Linked DNA regions of Mus musculus: regions 2, 3, 4, 5 and 6 are each linked to region 1. The links are chromatin contacts, called in public HiChIP or PLAC-seq and promoter capture Hi-C maps. All regions are on one chromosome and are shown on one strand. Each heading gives the region's core, a stretch centred on a gene start, on an enhancer-like site or on the middle of the called end of the contact. The rest is flanking DNA. Distances are from core to core; before and after follow the strand shown.

Evidence for each region. Promoter capture Hi-C pulls out the DNA fragments that hold promoters and counts their contacts. HiChIP or PLAC-seq counts read pairs in DNA pulled down with a chosen protein or histone mark. Capture Hi-C pulls out chosen DNA fragments and counts their contacts.
Region 2: a contact with region 1 is called in an HNF4G HiChIP or PLAC-seq map of pancreatic cancer cells. The contact joins the promoter of E230001N04Rik here to the promoter of Crebrf in region 1. A contact is called at or near these places in 1 of 39 promoter capture datasets (pre-B cells) and 1 of 115 datasets of contacts at active chromatin or transcription factors (pancreatic cancer cells).
Region 3: a contact with region 1 is called in a promoter capture Hi-C map of pre-B cells, with 4 times the contacts expected there. The contact joins the promoter of Jpt2 here to the promoter of Crebrf in region 1. A contact is called at or near these places in 2 of 39 promoter capture datasets (liver and pre-B cells).
Region 4: a promoter capture Hi-C map of liver shows a contact between it and region 1, with 4 times the contacts expected there. The contact joins the promoter of Cramp1l here to the promoter of Crebrf in region 1. A contact is called at or near these places in 1 of 39 promoter capture datasets (liver) and 3 of 9 other capture datasets (adipose tissue, liver and macrophages).
Region 5: a contact with region 1 is called in a promoter capture Hi-C map of pre-B cells, with 2.2 times the contacts expected there. The contact joins the promoter of Tead3 here to the promoter of Crebrf in region 1. A contact is called at or near these places in 1 of 39 promoter capture datasets (pre-B cells) and 1 of 115 datasets of contacts at active chromatin or transcription factors (pancreatic cancer cells).
Region 6: a contact with region 1 is called in a promoter capture Hi-C map of liver, with 2.3 times the contacts expected there. The contact joins the promoter of Ilrun here to the promoter of Crebrf in region 1. A contact is called at or near these places in 1 of 39 promoter capture datasets (the C10 cell line), 2 of 115 datasets of contacts at active chromatin or transcription factors (astrocytes and thymic regulatory T cells) and 1 of 9 other capture datasets (liver).

What each region holds. Positions count from the first base shown.
Region 1 is chr17:26,714,351-26,716,941 of GRCm38.p6, reverse strand. It overlaps Crebrf (CREB3 regulatory factor), which reads right to left and starts at 1,292. Exons shown (of 9, transcript NM_029870.2): 1 at 1,168-1,292.
Region 2 is chr17:28,521,343-28,523,933 of GRCm38.p6, reverse strand. It overlaps E230001N04Rik (a long non-coding RNA gene), which reads right to left and starts at 1,278. Exons shown (of 2, transcript XR_385504.4): 1 at 568-1,278.
Region 3 is chr17:24,959,337-24,961,927 of GRCm38.p6, reverse strand. Jpt2 (Jupiter microtubule associated homolog 2) reads left to right here and starts at 1,305. Exons shown (of 5, transcript NM_198937.2): 1 at 1,305-1,360. The coding sequence starts at 1,317. It overlaps Cramp1l (cramped chromatin regulator homolog 1), which reads left to right. Exons shown (of 21, transcript NM_020608.3): 21 at 1-702.
Region 4 is chr17:25,013,916-25,016,506 of GRCm38.p6, reverse strand. It overlaps Cramp1l (cramped chromatin regulator homolog 1), which reads left to right and starts at 1,277. Exons shown (of 21, transcript NM_020608.3): 1 at 1,277-1,380; 2 at 2,482-2,591. The coding sequence starts at 2,483. Ift140 (intraflagellar transport 140) reads right to left here and starts at 421. Exons shown (of 30, transcript NM_134126.3): 1 at 1-421.
Region 5 is chr17:28,349,530-28,352,120 of GRCm38.p6, reverse strand. Tead3 (TEA domain family member 3) reads left to right here and starts at 1,316. Exons shown (of 13, transcript NM_011566.4): 1 at 1,316-1,512. It overlaps Tulp1 (tubby like protein 1), which reads left to right. Exons shown (of 15, transcript NM_021478.2): 15 at 119-606. The coding sequence ends at 252.
Region 6 is chr17:27,819,232-27,821,822 of GRCm38.p6, reverse strand. Ilrun (inflammation and lipid regulator with UBA-like and NBR1-like domains) reads left to right here and starts at 1,281. Exons shown (of 5, transcript NM_001033279.3): 1 at 1,281-1,646. The coding sequence starts at 1,489.

The sequences.
Region 1 (2,591 bases), core at 43-2,542:
GTCCCAATTTTCTCTTTGCAATACCCAGAAAAGCAGAAGTTCCTCTGAATGCCTGCCTCTACACGGGAGACCTGGTACAGAAACACACCCCTAACTACAGAAATACCTCCTTAAGGTAGTCTTAAGATTCAGGCCTGCTCAGAAGTAGCAAAACGGTTTGTTTTCTTGGGTTAAAGGTGGGCGATTAAAGGGTTTGGTGGCAGGATCTACCAAGCAGCGGAGAGCCGACCAAGAAGGAGACGCCAGAGACCAAGCTTCATCTAGACCCAGGAACCGCCCCCTGGGAGGCTAGACTGCCCTCGCTACTTCCCTGGCCGCCTCCACTCGGGAGCGGCTGAGCCGGGTCAGGCTCCTCCGGGCATCTTCCGGGTCCCTCCGGGACTCTAGCCCACACCCAGCCCGCCCGGCCCGCGCCCCGCTCGGCTCGGCTCCTCGCCCTTTGCCCCGTCTCCGCCCCGCTCAGTGACAACCCCCGTCCCCAGGCCCGTCCCCTCCCATCTAATATGGCCGCCCTGTCGGACCAACCCCCAGCACAGCCTAACTTACTGGGGGGGAGGGGGGGCGCGGCACCGCCTCCCTGCGCCCATTGGCGCCACGGACCCCGTCTGCCTCCTCCATTGGACAGCACCGGCCGCCACTCGACAGCGAGGGCTCCGCCTCCGGGCTTTTCAAGCTGCTTAGAGAGGACATATAAACAAATCCCGAGAGGGAGGCCCCAGTCCCGCAGCCTCCGGGGAGGGGCCGGGGGGAACAGCAGCCCCACGACGCCCCTGCCCAGAGTTCTCCCGGTCCGCTCCTCCGTCCGGAGCCTTCTGAACACTAGCTGTGCCGGTCTCCCTCACACGCCCCTCTCCTCTCCTCTCCTCCCTCCCGGCCCCTCCCACCCGCTCGCCGCTCTGACAGGCCGGCTGCCGGCAGTCGCGATCCCTGGTTCCCGGGAGCGCAAAGGGCACGGCCCTAACGGGGTCGCCCGCCGGCGCGCGCCCGCCCTTTATATAACCGTCGGCCGCGGGGGCAGCCCGATTCGGCTCGCATCGGCGACCCCGTTCCGCGCGCCCTCGGCCCGGCGGCCCCCGCCCCGCTCTCCCGGAGCCGGGCACCCGCGCCTCTCACCCGCGGTTCTCTGCCGCTGCATCCCGCCCGCCCGTGCGACCGCTCGGCATTCACCTGAGGCTGAAGGCGGTTCAGGCACTGGATCCGGCCGCGCTTACGCGGCCGCGGGCCGTCTCCATGCTGCCTCGGTTTGTTTTGTTTATGTCCTTCCTGACGGGTTCCCGGAAATCGCGTGACTCGCCCCCCTCACGTGGGCCGCGGCGAGGAGGAGGAGGGAGGCGGGGGCCCGCCGCCCCAGGCCAATCGCGAGGCGCCCTGAAGTCTGGCCAATCAGAGGCTCGGCCGGGCTAGCGCCCGTCACGTGACACCAGAGGGGCGGGTTGCTGGGGAAAACCAGGAAGAGAGGGCGGAGCGGGGGCTAGTAGGCTGCTGCTGAGCGTGGGCGTGGGCCGCTGGGGATAGCGAGCAGTAAGCTCGCGTTCGTGCGTGATGTTCTTTTCAGAGGCTTCCATATTCAGTCTGTAGCCTCAGAACTAAGATGAAGGCCAAGGAGTCCAAATGCCCACTTTACAGTTTAACTGAACCACGGGGGATTACAGGAATATTAATTAGTAGGGGGCTGCATCGACATTCTGTTTAGTAAATGACGTTCCTGTTCCCCGATTGAATTGGCCTTCAGTTGTTTGTTCATTCATCAACTCATATTTATTGAGTCTGGATCCCCAGACCCTGAGTCGGCTGCATACATCTTTGGGATAGGACCTGTATTCAGCTGTAGAAACTGCTACTAGATGCTTTATGGACAAGACTGTCTAACCTGTGATAATGTGATGATTTACGCCTCTTAATCCTGTTGATATTTTATCGGATGTGTAGTTTGTGGTAGGTTCATTATCCCAAATAGTTCTCCGAACAGACACATACGATAAGAGAACTATTTAAAAAAAATACAAAAACAAACCTCAGGAGAATTATTGTTCAAGGAAACAACCTACCTAATTATAGCAGCCTGTGTTTCCAGAAATCTCTTTAGACTCTGGACCCTCCTGTCTTAGTCTTCTGGGTGCAGGGTTACTGGTCTGCACCCGCACACACATATGGACACAGAAAAACATACTTTCTTAAGCATAGGAAAAGAAGACTAAAGGACAGAGAAACCTCATCAGATTCCCTTCAAATAACAGTTTTCCCTTGGGAGTACTCGGGGTTTCAAAGCAGGCGAGGATGTAGGAAGGGGGTATTGTGATTGACCCCTGTGATCTCAGCACTGGAGATAAGGAAGCAGGAAGATTGAAGTGTGTTCTTAGCTACACTGAATTGCATGCCCGGATAAGACCAAGTCTCAAAGTAACCTTCCGCTCCCCGCCAAATTAAGACTCCCCCTCCCCCATGCACAAAGACTCAGGCAAGTGGTAGATCAGTGGTTCTCAACCTTCCTAAAGTTCCTTATGTTGTGGTGACCCCAACCATAAAATTATTTTCATTGCTACTTCAAAACAATAATTCGGCTACTGTTATAAATCGTAATATAATGTGTT
Region 2 (2,591 bases), core at 29-2,528, 1.8 Mb before region 1:
TAGCTCCCTCCACCCCCATATTTTTTTTTAACTTTTTTTTTCCCCAGTCTATGTAGTAGTCCAAGAGCTCGGCCTCAACTAGAGATCTTCTTGCGTCTGCCTCTTGAGTGCTGGGTTCAAAGCCACCATACCTGGCTTCCCCAAGCATGGGTGTCCAAGGCACATGTATGGAGGTCAGAGGGCAATTTATGTAAATCGGTGGCTCTCGCCTTTCACCTTGTGCGACCTGGGGATCGAACTGTGTCGGCAAGCGCCTATCATGACTTCCGAGAGGCCTCTCTCCCGAGCCTTATCAGCTAAGGGATTTGAGTCTTCGCTATTCCCAGTGAAAAGCCCCCTGCGGCCCGACCGATTCCGGTTCTAATCCCAGGAGTGTGAGGGCTTCGAATTCCACAACCAGCTTTTCTGTGTTAGTCCTGAAAGTACTGGCAGCAGGACTGGCTCAGAGAAGGTGCCGATCCTAGCGCTGCGCAGGGGACAGCTCGCCATCAGTGTGCAGCGGAAAAAGCTTGGGGGGTGAGGGGGGCGCCCGTTCCTCACAGCGGATCCCATACTCCCCGCGCTTACCCCTGCCGGGGAACTCGAGCTGAGGGGCCCCTCTGGCAAGCTCATGACCCGCGAAGGCGTGGGGACCAGAAGAAGCAGTACGAAGCGCGGGAGCGGGCAGCGCCCGGGAGGAGGAGCGCGGGGCGGAGCGCATCGCCCAGCTTCCCCCGCGCCCCCGCCTCTCGCATCCGGCGGCGGCACAGGATGTTCTTTCGCTCGGGTCCCCCGCCCCCGCTCTCACTTTCTTCCCCGCTCCCCTCCTCCACACGCGCCGTGAGCCGCGCCCCGAGCCAGCACCTTGCTTAACCCCTTCCCGCCCGCGCCTAGGGCGCGCAGCGAGTCTGGGGTGCCCGGGTAGGCGCAGGACTGCGCCCACCAGGACAACGTCGAGGGTGGAGAGTATGGTGGTCTTCCGAGGACCCAAGCCTGCAGTCTCCAGAAGCCCCCTAAATCGCCAGGGGCGGTTCCCGGGGACCCAGGCCCGCACTCTCGCGATCTTACGCTAAATTGCCAAGGGCAAGCGCAAGGTGGGCTCTCTCGTGGGCGCAGACCGGTGTGCTTAGCTATCTCCGGCCTAAGGAACGGGGGAGTACCCAGCAACCTTAACCTCATCTTCCCCTCCAGGTTGTGCTAAGGCGCGGCTCACAACGTTTGAGAGGATGGAGAGAGGCCACACCCCCTCGATTAACGTCACTGTTTCCAAGGCAATCGGAGGCGGGGCTGTAGACAAGCGGACTTTGGGGACTATGGCTTAATAGGGCTCCAGGACAGGGTGCGGCTGGGCTGGGGGCTCGGCGGGGTGGGACGTTTCTGTCTTTGCTTTTTTATTGACTCGCTTGATTTTTGATTCAACAGATATTTATGCTTGGCGCCATTCTTAGGGACTGTTTTTCTCTCACCAAGTCTGCGGTTCACAGGTTGTCACTAAGCCGGGTGGAGTGGCCATGCACCCAGGATATGATCCTGGGATAGATGTAATGCCTTTTTATTAAATTTACTGTAGGGGGCTGGGGCTCATGTGCTATAACGTGCATCTGGAGATATGAGGGCAGGCAATTTGTGGGAGTTGGTTCTCGTCTTCTACCTTGTGAGACCCCAACTCATGTCAGGCTTGGCGGCACCTTTATCCACTGCGCTATGTAATTATTCAGTGTCTCCTTTCTCTTGTCAAGTACCCCAGAGCGAGCACTAATCAGTGAAGACTTGGTTCTCTAATTCATGGAAGGTCTCAGCTATTCAGGGAAGGAGGACAAAGTGTTCCATGCTCACCACGTACCAACTCCTTCCCAGCATTTTAGGTCTTGTGATCTTTGCCCTGTTGTATTTCTGGTGCCTTTTACAGCCTAGGAACTGAGTCTGAGCTCTCAGAGGACCCTAAGCCCGATAGCTAAGTGTTGGAACCAGGACCCTAAGCCAGATAGCTAAGTGTTGGAACCAGGTTGGGACCCAAGCCTGTGGGTATGAAGCCTGGCTTCATTTTTAGACTATAATTAAATGGTATCAAAGAACAATCCTGCCCCTAACCCAGTCATGAAGGAGTTTACAGCCTACAGGGAAACGGGGGTGGGGGGTGGGGGTGGGGTGAGGATACCACAGAACATAATTAAGCAATAAAACCTAGAACAGGTTGGAGGCTGTTTAAAAGGATCAAAATAGAGTTGAGATTGTCAGAGCCTCTCCCGTGGAAGGTGCATTCCCAGGTAGGTCAGGAGGTGGGAGGTGACTGTAGGATCACAGTACCTGTGTGTGTGTGTGTGTGTGTGTGTGAGAGAGAGAGAGAGACAGAGACAGAGACAGAGACAGAGACTGTTCCTGCAAAGAACACCTAACTAGTGGCTCAGCCATACAAAGGCTTTTTTTTTTTTTTTTTTTTTTTTTTGACAAGATCTCTAGCCCAGGCTGATCTCAAATTTTCTATTTAGCCAAGAATAGCCTTAAACATCTGATCTTCCTGCCTCTATCTCCGGAATGCTGGGATAACAGGTGTGTACCTCACATCCCCACCCCACCTCATGGATGGAGGGAGCTGGGGTCTCCTTCATGTT
Region 3 (2,591 bases), core at 56-2,555, 1.8 Mb after region 1:
CAGGGAGTGGGACTTTGGGACATTTCATCTGTTGGTCAACCTTTTTTCCTACCCTCCTCTTCTTTTTCATTCCTTGTGATAGCCTCTGCTAGGGGAGGTGTCATTCAGTTCAATAGCATTTTTAACCAAACCATATTATTAGAAATGGTCAAAATAAGTTTAGAAGGAAATTGTTTTATGTACTTTAAAAACAAATCTCCCAGATGCATTCATGAGGAAATACCGTACTTTGTCTTAATTTAAAAAAAAAAAAAAAACACTTTAAAAAAGGAAAGAAACCCACAGTATACCTTTCCCAGAGGCTAGCCTGGTGTGGTCAGTCCAGTTTTGGAAGCACTGCCCCAGCCAGACCCTTATTCTTTCGTAAGATCACTGGCTGGAGGGGTGCCCCCAGCAGGCAGAGCTCAGTGCTGTTTGCTTTGATAATCGTTAAGCCATATCATCTGAGGTTTCCGGCTTGAGATGTGAATTTGTTTTATAGACTATAAATATACAGTGTATGTATAAAGCAGAATGCCTGTCCTTCTGATTATTTTTTGTACCATATTGTAAATTACATTATTTATTCTTTACCAATTTTTTGGGAATAAAAGGTGTTTTGGTTATTTAATAAACAAGAACTGTTAAAACTTCGGCTAAAATTTCCAGTTCGGCTTGTAAATGTTTTTATTGTGCATAAATACATACTAATACTTCATCTAATGTCTGTCTTTTGTGCCTGCTTTCAAAGCCAGTATGCTTAGGGTATTCCAACAGGCACAGTGTAATGAGATGAGCTCTAAGGCCTGGAGGTGCCCTGGAGGTGAGGGTGAGCAAACAGGTAGGCATCAGAGATTCAGCGATTGAGTGACCGCTGAATGCGGAATTCATTACAGAATTCGCTGCTTCTGTTATGGGTATGTTGTGCGCTTCCATGAACCTTTCCTCCCGAAGGTGCTGTAACCCCAAAGAAGCCTTCCGCTACCACCGGCCAGAAACTTCCTAGTGCCATCCAGCCCGGGATAGGTCGGCCAGAAAATGCGGATTCGCATGCGGAGGCGTGTTGGCTGGGGGTGGGGCGAGCTGTGAACCAATGCCCACGCCTGAGGCCATGAGAGGCGCCCCCTGCAGCCAATCGGCTGTAAGCGCGATGCGGGCCTCCAAGCCTCCCTCTCCTTGGGGGCGGGAGGGAGGAGTGGGGCACGACTCTACGATAGGCTGCAGAGACATGATTGGCGCGAGAGGCGTCCAACTGGCTTGGGCGGGTCAGGGTACCTGCGCGGGACCAAGCGGGAACCGCCGCGCGGCGGCTGTGAAAGCGCGGGGCGGCGGCCGACATGTTCCAGGGCGCGGACAGCCAAGCTGGCAAGTCGGGTTCCAGGTGCGCGGACCGGTGCTGGGGCCCGGGTGGGCGCATAGCCGCAGCCACGTGGCGGGCGGGAGACCCTACAAGTGCGGTGGGTGTGGCGCGGGGCTCCCCTGAGGATACTGTGCGCGCTCTCCCGCAGGGCCTTGCAGGAAGGCTGTGGGGTTAGAGCGGAGTGGAGACCGGGCGGCGGGATTAAGACACGTGGCTCTCCTGAAGTGCTTGCTCAGGACAGACGCTAGCCGGGCGCTCCGAGCTGTTTGCCGCTTCCTGAGCCCTTCCCTTGTCCAGTTTGGTTGGTCATGACGACCTTTGAATGTGGCTGAGTAGCGGCAGCGTTCTCAGACCCAACCCACGACCAGGTGTTTGTTGGATGCACTACTGACTGCTACACCCTGGGCGGGGACCTTCCCTACACAGTTTCCTCTAGGCTTTCTGTCTGATCTGCTTTGAGTTGATCAAATGAAACTGGTGTTCGAATGACTTTACGAGCTCCAGGAATTAATTGTTGAATAGGCGTCCATGGAGAGGATTTTAGGAAAAGGAGGAAATCCCCATTTGAGTTGATAAAATGAAACTGGTGTTCGAATGACTTTACGAGCTCCAGGAGTTAATTGTTGAGTAGGCGTCCATGGAGAGGAATTTAGGAAAAGGAGGAAATACCCACTTGATAGCGGGATGAGGGGGAAAGGGGAGCTACCTTAACTGGATAATGAAGCGCAATTGGAAGCCTCAGTCTGGGCCATATTAGATAGAAAGCGTGCTTTGGATGGCAACTTAGGCAGGTTGGAGAAGATAGCAGCACATAGTCCGACTGATTGCTACAAAGCCTGAGTCTGTAAGGTCTGTCTGTACTCCAGGGTTTCCTTTCGTCTAACCCTGTCTTTTGTCTCCTCAGCAGAGGGATTTTCTTGTGCTGGAGATGTTTGAACTGTAAAAGCGTTATGGTATTACTGTCATTCATCCACAAAAATTACTAACCATGAAGAACACGTCACCCCCCACCCGGTCTATTTCTCATGGCTTTGTCCCAGATTTTCTCATTAGTTCCTAGTTCTTATGAAACTCATCATTCCAGGGAGGCCTGGGAGCGCTGACAACCGTCGATATTTTCTTTCTCTCCAGTGCCATAGTTCATTTGAACTCTGGCTTTTCATCTTTGCCTATATCCCTTATATTTTCTCGATAACTTGAGTATTTCTACTGAAACATTTAAAGGGTACTACAAAAGGAAAAAGTAATTGGA
Region 4 (2,591 bases), core at 28-2,527, 1.7 Mb after region 1:
GTACCGGACACCGCCCCGGCGCGTGGCGCGTTGATGCCTCGAGAGACCGCTGCAAGCGGTACTCAGCAGAGGCTTGCAGCAGCTAGGCACAGGGTTCCCTGGGTGACCGTGTGCACTTTAGCCAGTGTTAGCCAACGGCGAGTGTCGCTGAAGAGCAGGCGCAGTAGCACGGTCCACGCCAATGAGCCAAGGGGATAACCAGAGGCGGGGACCTCCTGCAAACTGGGATACTTTTTTCAAACGCCACATGCATAAGCATTAGAGTTTTAAAAACACATTTCCTTATCGCTTCGAATAGGAAAAGTGTTAGTGGACTATGCTACGATACATTTATGGTCTTAAACCTGTTTTCAAAGTGCAAAGTCCCCACCCGAGTTCCCGCGCGCTTCAAGACGCCCCGCTGAGGCGGTGATTTCTTCTCACGCATCCGTCAACATAGTCTCAGCCAATCACAGCCAGCACGCTGATCCTATTGGCTGTCGGTTGGCCAATCGGAAAAGACGCATGATCCGCAAGGGCGCGAGGTTGCCGTCACAACACGCCCCACGTTGCGGGCCCGCCCCTGTACATCGTGCGGGCGCGCGCACGTAACGCCTGCTGACCAATGGCAGCCTAGCTGGTTGGGCGCGCCCGCAGAAAAGCTGGACGTGCTCGTCTTTTTTGCGGGACGTTCGCCCCTCCCCGCTCCGGCGCCGACTTCAGGTCCCCGGCGGCCGCCGTAGCCGGAACTGTTTAGAGCGCGGCGTCCCGGGTGTGGGAGGGCGAGTGGCGGCTGCACCGGTGCCGTCAGCCCTGTTAGCCGCGCGCCAGTCCACGGAGAGGTCTTGCGAAGGGGAACAGTGCTTGGTGACCGCGCCTGACACCTGACCACCAGCCCGGCGTCGCGGCTTCGCCGCAGCCGGAGCTGCCGGGCCCGGTCGGTTCTGCGGAGGCCCGGGATCCGGGAGCCAGGCTGCCGGGAAGCGTGGATGAAAAAGGTGACCGTAGGCTGCACTTGGGAGCCTTCGGGATCCGCGGAGGGGCCGCGGTATTCGTGGGCTGCGCCGCGTGCAGCCAGCGGTCAGCTCCTCAGGAAGGTGCGAGCTTCTCCCACCCGAAATGGGACAAAGGGTGTGGAGCCGGGACGAGGCCCACAGTGCCCGCGCCTCCCACGGTCAGGAAGTGACGGGTTTCGGTGACGGACTCCTATGGAGTCCACCGCCTCTGGGGAACGACCGGAATGTGCCTGGGGACAGGGCCCAGCGCGCCGGCGAGTGGGTCCTGTTGGATTGATGCATTTTGCTTGGTGCTGTTGGCAGTGCTGGTTCTGGGAATGGGTTTCGCTCCCTAGCACAATGACAGGGTTTTGGGAACCGTGGTGAGGGGGTTAAAAGTGAATAGGTTCGAAGTCTTGTGCCATAAAATCATTTAGCGTGGGGTTGTGTCTTGTGTGGTTCTGTGCCAGGGTTTTCTTAAGGTAGTATTTGAAAGATCAGTGCCAAACAGGAAAATTGCACACCGTTTTTGGCAGCACCATTTTATGGTGTTACTTCGAGTTTTACATCTCTGTCTTTACCTTCAGTCTGTTTCTTTGTTATCATTGGTACCTTGCTCTGTCTGCTTTTCTTTTTAAGTGGAATGTTTTCAACAGTTATGTTGGACCTAGCGTCTGCTAAAGAACGGAGTGTTTCTCTGTCCTGCTTCATCATGTACACAGCCTGTCTTAAGATGTTGGAATGTACCTGAACTTTAGTTTATTCTGAGTATAATTTCTCCTAGCTACAGATAATTATTATTTTGCTTATCGATATCTTATGACAGTGGTAGAAGTTAAAGCAAGAATTTTGTTGTTTCCAGAATTGTTTACATAGTTCAGTTCCTATTCTTAAGATCCGACTGGAACATAACAGTGTTTGCTGTCACTTTTCCGGTGTTCTCTAACCTGTTCTATGCAACAGGCTTTGTTGAATGAGAGGTGTAGTCGGGCCATCTCCCTCCTGGGAAGGTTTCCGGAGTGCAGAGTCTCTCTCTTGCATGCCAGCTTTGGAGGGAGCGGCAGTTTTGGCCTATGGAGCACTAGGGGCTCGGAGGGCAGCGCGGGCCGTTGCAATAGGCAGGTGCGCGGCTTGATCGCGCGTGGCTCGGGAGCAGAGGGGAGGCACGGGCAGTGCGGGGAGCGAGGCGGGATCAAGCTGGGGGCCATGAGCTGCGGCTCCTTGGGTTAGGTGGTGGCGGGACGGCGGTACTGCGGGACCCAAAGCGCAGAGGCCAGGTCATGCTGCCGTGCCTTCCGTGGCTCCGGGCTGTGTTGGTCTACCTGGGTTAGGGGCATCCAAGGGCGGGGCGGGGTCCCGGTCCGGTCGGGCTCAGCACTCTGTGGGCCCTCGGGCGGGCGGCGGGCGGCGGGCGGCGCTGGAACAAACAACGGCCGCCATGTTGGGAGGCCGGCGGTAAACTTCTGCCTGCCGCCCGCCTCACCGCTCCTCGTCTCTCTCGCCGCAGGATGACAGTGAAGTTGGGCGACGCCGGCAGCGGGGAGGAAGGGCTCAAGAAGCTGGGCAAGCGGACGGCCGATGAGGAGTCGCTGGACGGAGAGGGGCCCGGCGGCGCGG
Region 5 (2,591 bases), core at 67-2,566, 1.6 Mb before region 1:
AAGGTGGCCTGAAGCTGCATGGGGGCTATGACTCCACATCAAGGAGCAAGACCTCGTTTTGTTGAGGGGTTGCCTGTCGAGATGGGGTCCAAGGTCACCCCACGGTCTGTCTTCACAGCTGACTATATAGTGCTGCAGTTCGGCCGCGTGGCTGAGGACGCCTTCACCCTAGACTACCGGTACCCGCTGTGTGCTCTGCAGGCCTTCGCCATCGCCCTCTCCAGCTTCGACGGGAAGCTGGCCTGCGAGTGACCCCCCACAGCTCCTCAGCGCTGGGAAAGCATTCGGTTGGGGGTGGCAAGGTCCCTCCCCCACAGCTCCCATGGAAGGGCTCACCCCTCTCCGTGACCTCCGGGCATTTCCCCCCTCCACTCCCCCAGCCTGGCACCGGCTGAGGCAGAGGGGATGGAGATGAACATCTGGTCGCCCAAAAGTACTTGCCTCGCCCCCTCCTCCCCAGTCACTTCCTGTCAGAGAGCCGGAGTCAGATGTTCGAGGCCCCTCCGACCCCGCGCTGGGGGGTTTGTAGGGGGTGGGGAGGGGACGATGGTGAAGCAGAGCCAGGGACCCACATCCCCAATAAAGTCACGTCCGAGGCTGAACGCATCGGTAGTTTCTGGATTCATGTGTGTAAACTCAGGTGCCTGCGTTGGCCCCGCGCTCCCGCGTCCCCTTCTGTTCTATGGAACCTCGTCAAGCGCACAGGGTCCGGGCCCCCGACTCTCCGCCAGTAGGGAGGAGAGGGAGGGCCCTAGAGGTAGAGGAAGAGGGAGAAAGGGAGAAATTCGAGAAACAAGCCACTCGGGGAGAACCAGACAAACCGGGTCCGGGCAGGGCGGAGCCAAGTCTGAGGCCCCGGAGTGGGGGGCGGGCTCTGGGCGGGAGGGGAGCTGCAGAGGCCTGGGCTGCCCGGGACCCGAGTAGAAGGGTGGGGAGCCCGAGACCCCGTGCGCGCTCGGGTCATTTGGATGCGGAGGACGCGGCTCCCCAGGACCCTAAACACCTCCAAGGAGTTCAGCCTAGGGGGCAGAGCTCTCCTCTTGGCTCCGCCCCAGACCTGATCCCTCTAGATTCAGCGGAGTACCCACAAGGGGGTTGTGTAGGGGAGGTGGGAACTCTGAGACGACGAGCGAGGAATGGGGTGCGCGGGAGTGTGAATCCACAGCTACGGGCGTTCTTGGGACTGGGTGGTTAGAGAGACAGCAGGCCCCGGCCCGCCTTAGATCACTCCCCCCAAATAGCACCGCCCACCCGTGGGCCCGCCCGCCGTTGGCCCCGCCTACCGGTCCCGCCCCTCCCGCCCGCAGCCCCCACCCCCCGCCCGGCTCCCTCAACACAAACTTTCCGTCCCGCTCGCTCCCTCCTCCGCGCCCAGCACCTCCCGCTCCGGCCGGGCTCATTCCGTACATTCCGGCCATCCCCCTGCCCACGACCCCCCTTCCCGGCCCCCCTCACTACTCCCTCGGGCCCGGCGGAGCGGCCCGGCGGAGCGCCCCCCGGAGCTCGGAGCAGGTAAGCCCGGGGAATGCAACTCGGAGGCCTCGCGCGCAGAGGTGACTGCTCTGCTCGGGTGGCTTCTGGATGGCGGGGACCCGGGACACTCTAGGGGTTCTGAGCTATTGTCCAGCCCGCGCCGGAGCCCAGGACCTGGGTGCCGGGAACTTTGGAGGGAAGGGGGGAGACGCTCTCCGGGAAGCCCCGCCCACCCACCCCACCCCCCCGCGACCCGGAGGCTGGGAAGCCCGGAGTGTCCCGGGTGCCCGGGCCTGGCCCCGCCGTGTGCCGGGGTGTGCGCCCAGAGCCGCGGGCTTGGAAGGCCTGCGCCGGGACTCGTATCCGGGGCGCCCTTTGGACTCCCGAGAGCCCGCGAGCCCCGGGCTCCACGCAGGCCTTAGCCAGGGCGCGCCGGTGTGCGCGCTGCTCGCGGCTGCGCTGGGACCCGGCCCGGGTGTCTGGAAGCCACAGTGTGAGCCCGGAGCGTGTGCGCACCCAAAGGCGTGGGGGGACGCCTGTCCCCTACAGTTCTGCCGCCCGCCTCGGGGCGAGTCCCAGCTCCTTGCTCCAGGAGCCTCGCTCGGGACGCGGCTGGATTTGGGGCCTTCCCCGCACTTCTCCGGAGAACTTGTTAAGGCAATTGTGGGCGACAGGGCTTCCCTTCCCACTCGGGTCCTCTCCATTGTCTGTCACGTCTTTATTCCTGCCTGGGAAGGGAGGCTGGAGCGCTGATGTGGGTCTGTTTTCTAGCCCCAGCAGGCCTTCGGGGCAGTGTCACTTTAGCCCCTACTCTACCCGCCCCCCCCCCCCCCCCCAACAGGGGCCCTGATTGAGGGCTTAGTTTTTTAAAGAGCAAGAGGGAACGAACGAAGCCTAGGGCCGGGCTTCTCAGGGCCTGTGTCCCTCTCTCTGTATCTCGAGCTCTCTCCAGGTAGGGGCAGAACCAAGTCAGGCCTGGACTTGTAGCCTAGCCCGGAGGATGGCGGTGGGGGCTGGACACAGCTTTGAGGGACTGGTGTCCATGGTGGCTCCGTGTATTTGAACTCTCGTAGCCTGGATCTGTACACACAGGGTTTTGCCTCAGTGCTGGGGTCTGG
Region 6 (2,591 bases), core at 32-2,531, 1.1 Mb before region 1:
ATTTGCTCAAGGTTCTGCTCTGAAATTTGGATATGATAACAATCACCAGGCGATTTTGAGCCTCCTCCCAGGCCCACTGACTTCAGTTGAGTCTCTTTTCAGAAGTAGTTGTGACAGTAGTTATCCCAGCAAGTAGGGGTAGGAGGATGAGATCAAAGGCAACTCCAGGAAGAAAGCCCGCCTCTGCCTCTTGAGTGCTGGGGTGGTTTATTTTTTAAAGGCAGGGTCTAGAGTATCTCTGGCTGGCATCAAACACACAGAAATTTGCCTGCCTCCCCAGTGCCGCCACCCTTGGCTGTCAGCCAGGCCTTATATGCAAGAGCGAAGTATCTCTGCTCTCAGGAACCCAGGTCTTCATACCTTCGGGGAAACAGCTTAAGCCAAGTCCCCAGTTGCCCAGTTTCTTACCCACCCCCATCCCTGTACCTAGTCATATCTAACAGGTGACACTGAGAAAATACTTGGTGACAGAACGGGCAGATGAGTCTCTCCACAGCTGAGCTTCTTAATCCTTCAGCTTCAAATGGAGCCTCACATTAGTAGATACACTGGATACTGTCTACAGTCATTTTTTTGGTCGTGGATTTTAGAGACAGAACAAGATTTGCTAAATTCTAGGGTATTGACCTTTCTTTGCAGAGGATCGGTTCCTCTGACCTGTAACTGGTGCTTGCATTAGGCTGCCTTTATTTTCTGGAAACGTAATGCTAAGGTTGCATAGTAACATAGGCAGTCATGAGAAACTCAGGTCAGAATCCAGAGACTAAGCGTGCACCGCCGCGACCTTGGGAAAATGTCTGTTTGAATACTAAGTCCCCTGAGAGCGGAGCAGCAAGAGTCCGCTCTGTGCTGCCCTTTGCCCTTTGCCCCAGTCCCAGCCTCTGTTCCTGTGGCGACTTCGGGTTCCCAGCCTGAGCATGGGTGGGGTCGCTCGTCTCCGAAGCACCTCTCAGACTCGTGACTCCTCCCACGCAGTGTGGGGACTCAGGCGAGGACAGAGACCCGCCCAGTATCCGCTCTTTCCGGCTTCCCGTTTCCTGCCCCCTCCGCTCTGTCGCGGTGAGGTCACGCGAGAGACGTCACCGAGTTATGACGTCACTGAAGGCGGGCTTTCGGGAGAGGAAGGGGCGGGGTCCGAGCGGCCCCGCGCGTGCGCGTTGGGCGCGGCCCGGGAGGAGGCGGAGGCGGCGGTGCTGCGAACCGCGGCGGCAGCAGCGGCGGCGGCGGAGGCGGGCGCTGGGGGGGGTGGGAGGGGGGGGAGCGCGAGCCCCAGAGCCAGCGAGAGAGGAGCGAGCGGTGCGGTGCGGCGCGGCTCGGCGCGGCGCGCGCAGCCCATGAGGCGGTGAGAGGCCTGGGGCCTGTCTCGGAGCAGTGCGCGCGGCGCCGGCCAGCAGCGGGCCGCCCTTCGTGGGCTCGGGCCCGGGCGCGGCGGCCGCCCGTGGAGAAGCAGGTCGGGGCGGTGGAAGCTGTGCGTCCGGGCCCCCCGCCATGGAGGGCATGGACGTGGACTTGGATCCGGAGCTCATGCAGAAGTTCAGCTGCCTGGGCACCACAGACAAGGACGTGCTCATCTCCGAGTTCCAGCGGCTACTCGGCTTCCAGCTCAACCCGGCCGGCTGCGCCTTCTTCCTGGACATGACCAACTGGTGAGTCCGCCCCACGCGGAGCCAATCCTGCTGGCAGCGGCCTCGCGGCCCCGAGGGCAAAAACACCGGAGCCCGCTCGTGGAGTACTCCCGGGCAGGGCAGGGCCCAGGCCGGGAGGTGGCAGGGAGTCAGAGCCCGAAGAACATGGGAAGAGGGGAGAAGTGGTGAGGTGGAAGCCAGGGGAGTCGATCTGGGGCGAAAAGCGTGTGTTCTGGGAGTAGAAAGCACAGGAAACGAGAGTTGCGAAGTGTTTTCCTTTTAAATAGGTGCGAAGTGTAGGAGCTGAGGATGACAGAACGGTGTGGAAACTCGAGGGAGTGTGTTAGGTGCTGAGGTCGAACTCTGGGCGCGGGAGAGGTCTCGGAGCTGAGAATAGATCTTGTGTCTCTTTGAGGAGATAAGGGCGAAAACGACTTTTGCGGCGGAGGGAACACAAATTATAATCAACTGAGTATGGTGAGAAAGGAAGAGTTGTGCCAGGGAGAAGTGACATCTAATGGAGGCGCCGGAGCGCCAGGCCTGCGACGAGGACTGGGAAAAGTCTTCAGAAAGTGGAGGGAAGCTGATCTTGGAGGCAGGAACTTTGTGAAGACACTGGCGTGCTGGGCAGAGGCTTGGCCTTGGGAACTTTGACGAGCTTACTGATTGGATGGGCTTAGTTGACAGAAAACTGAGAAATGTATAGGTTGGGGGCCAGGGGTTCTGGCTTGTAGTTGGGTTGTACAGGCTGAAGTGGAGCTGTCTCCAGGCACCGACGTGTGTCTTGGTTCTTAGAGCAGCACTTGCTGTTTTTGATAAGCAAGAATACTTTCTCTTGGTCTCCAAGTAGGGATTGTTAAGTTCACTCGGGAATTTAACCATTAGACTGGAGACCATTAGACGGCCTTTGAAAGGCTCTCAGGTGAAGCAACTAATCGGGATTTGAGCAAAAAGCAAGGGGGTGCA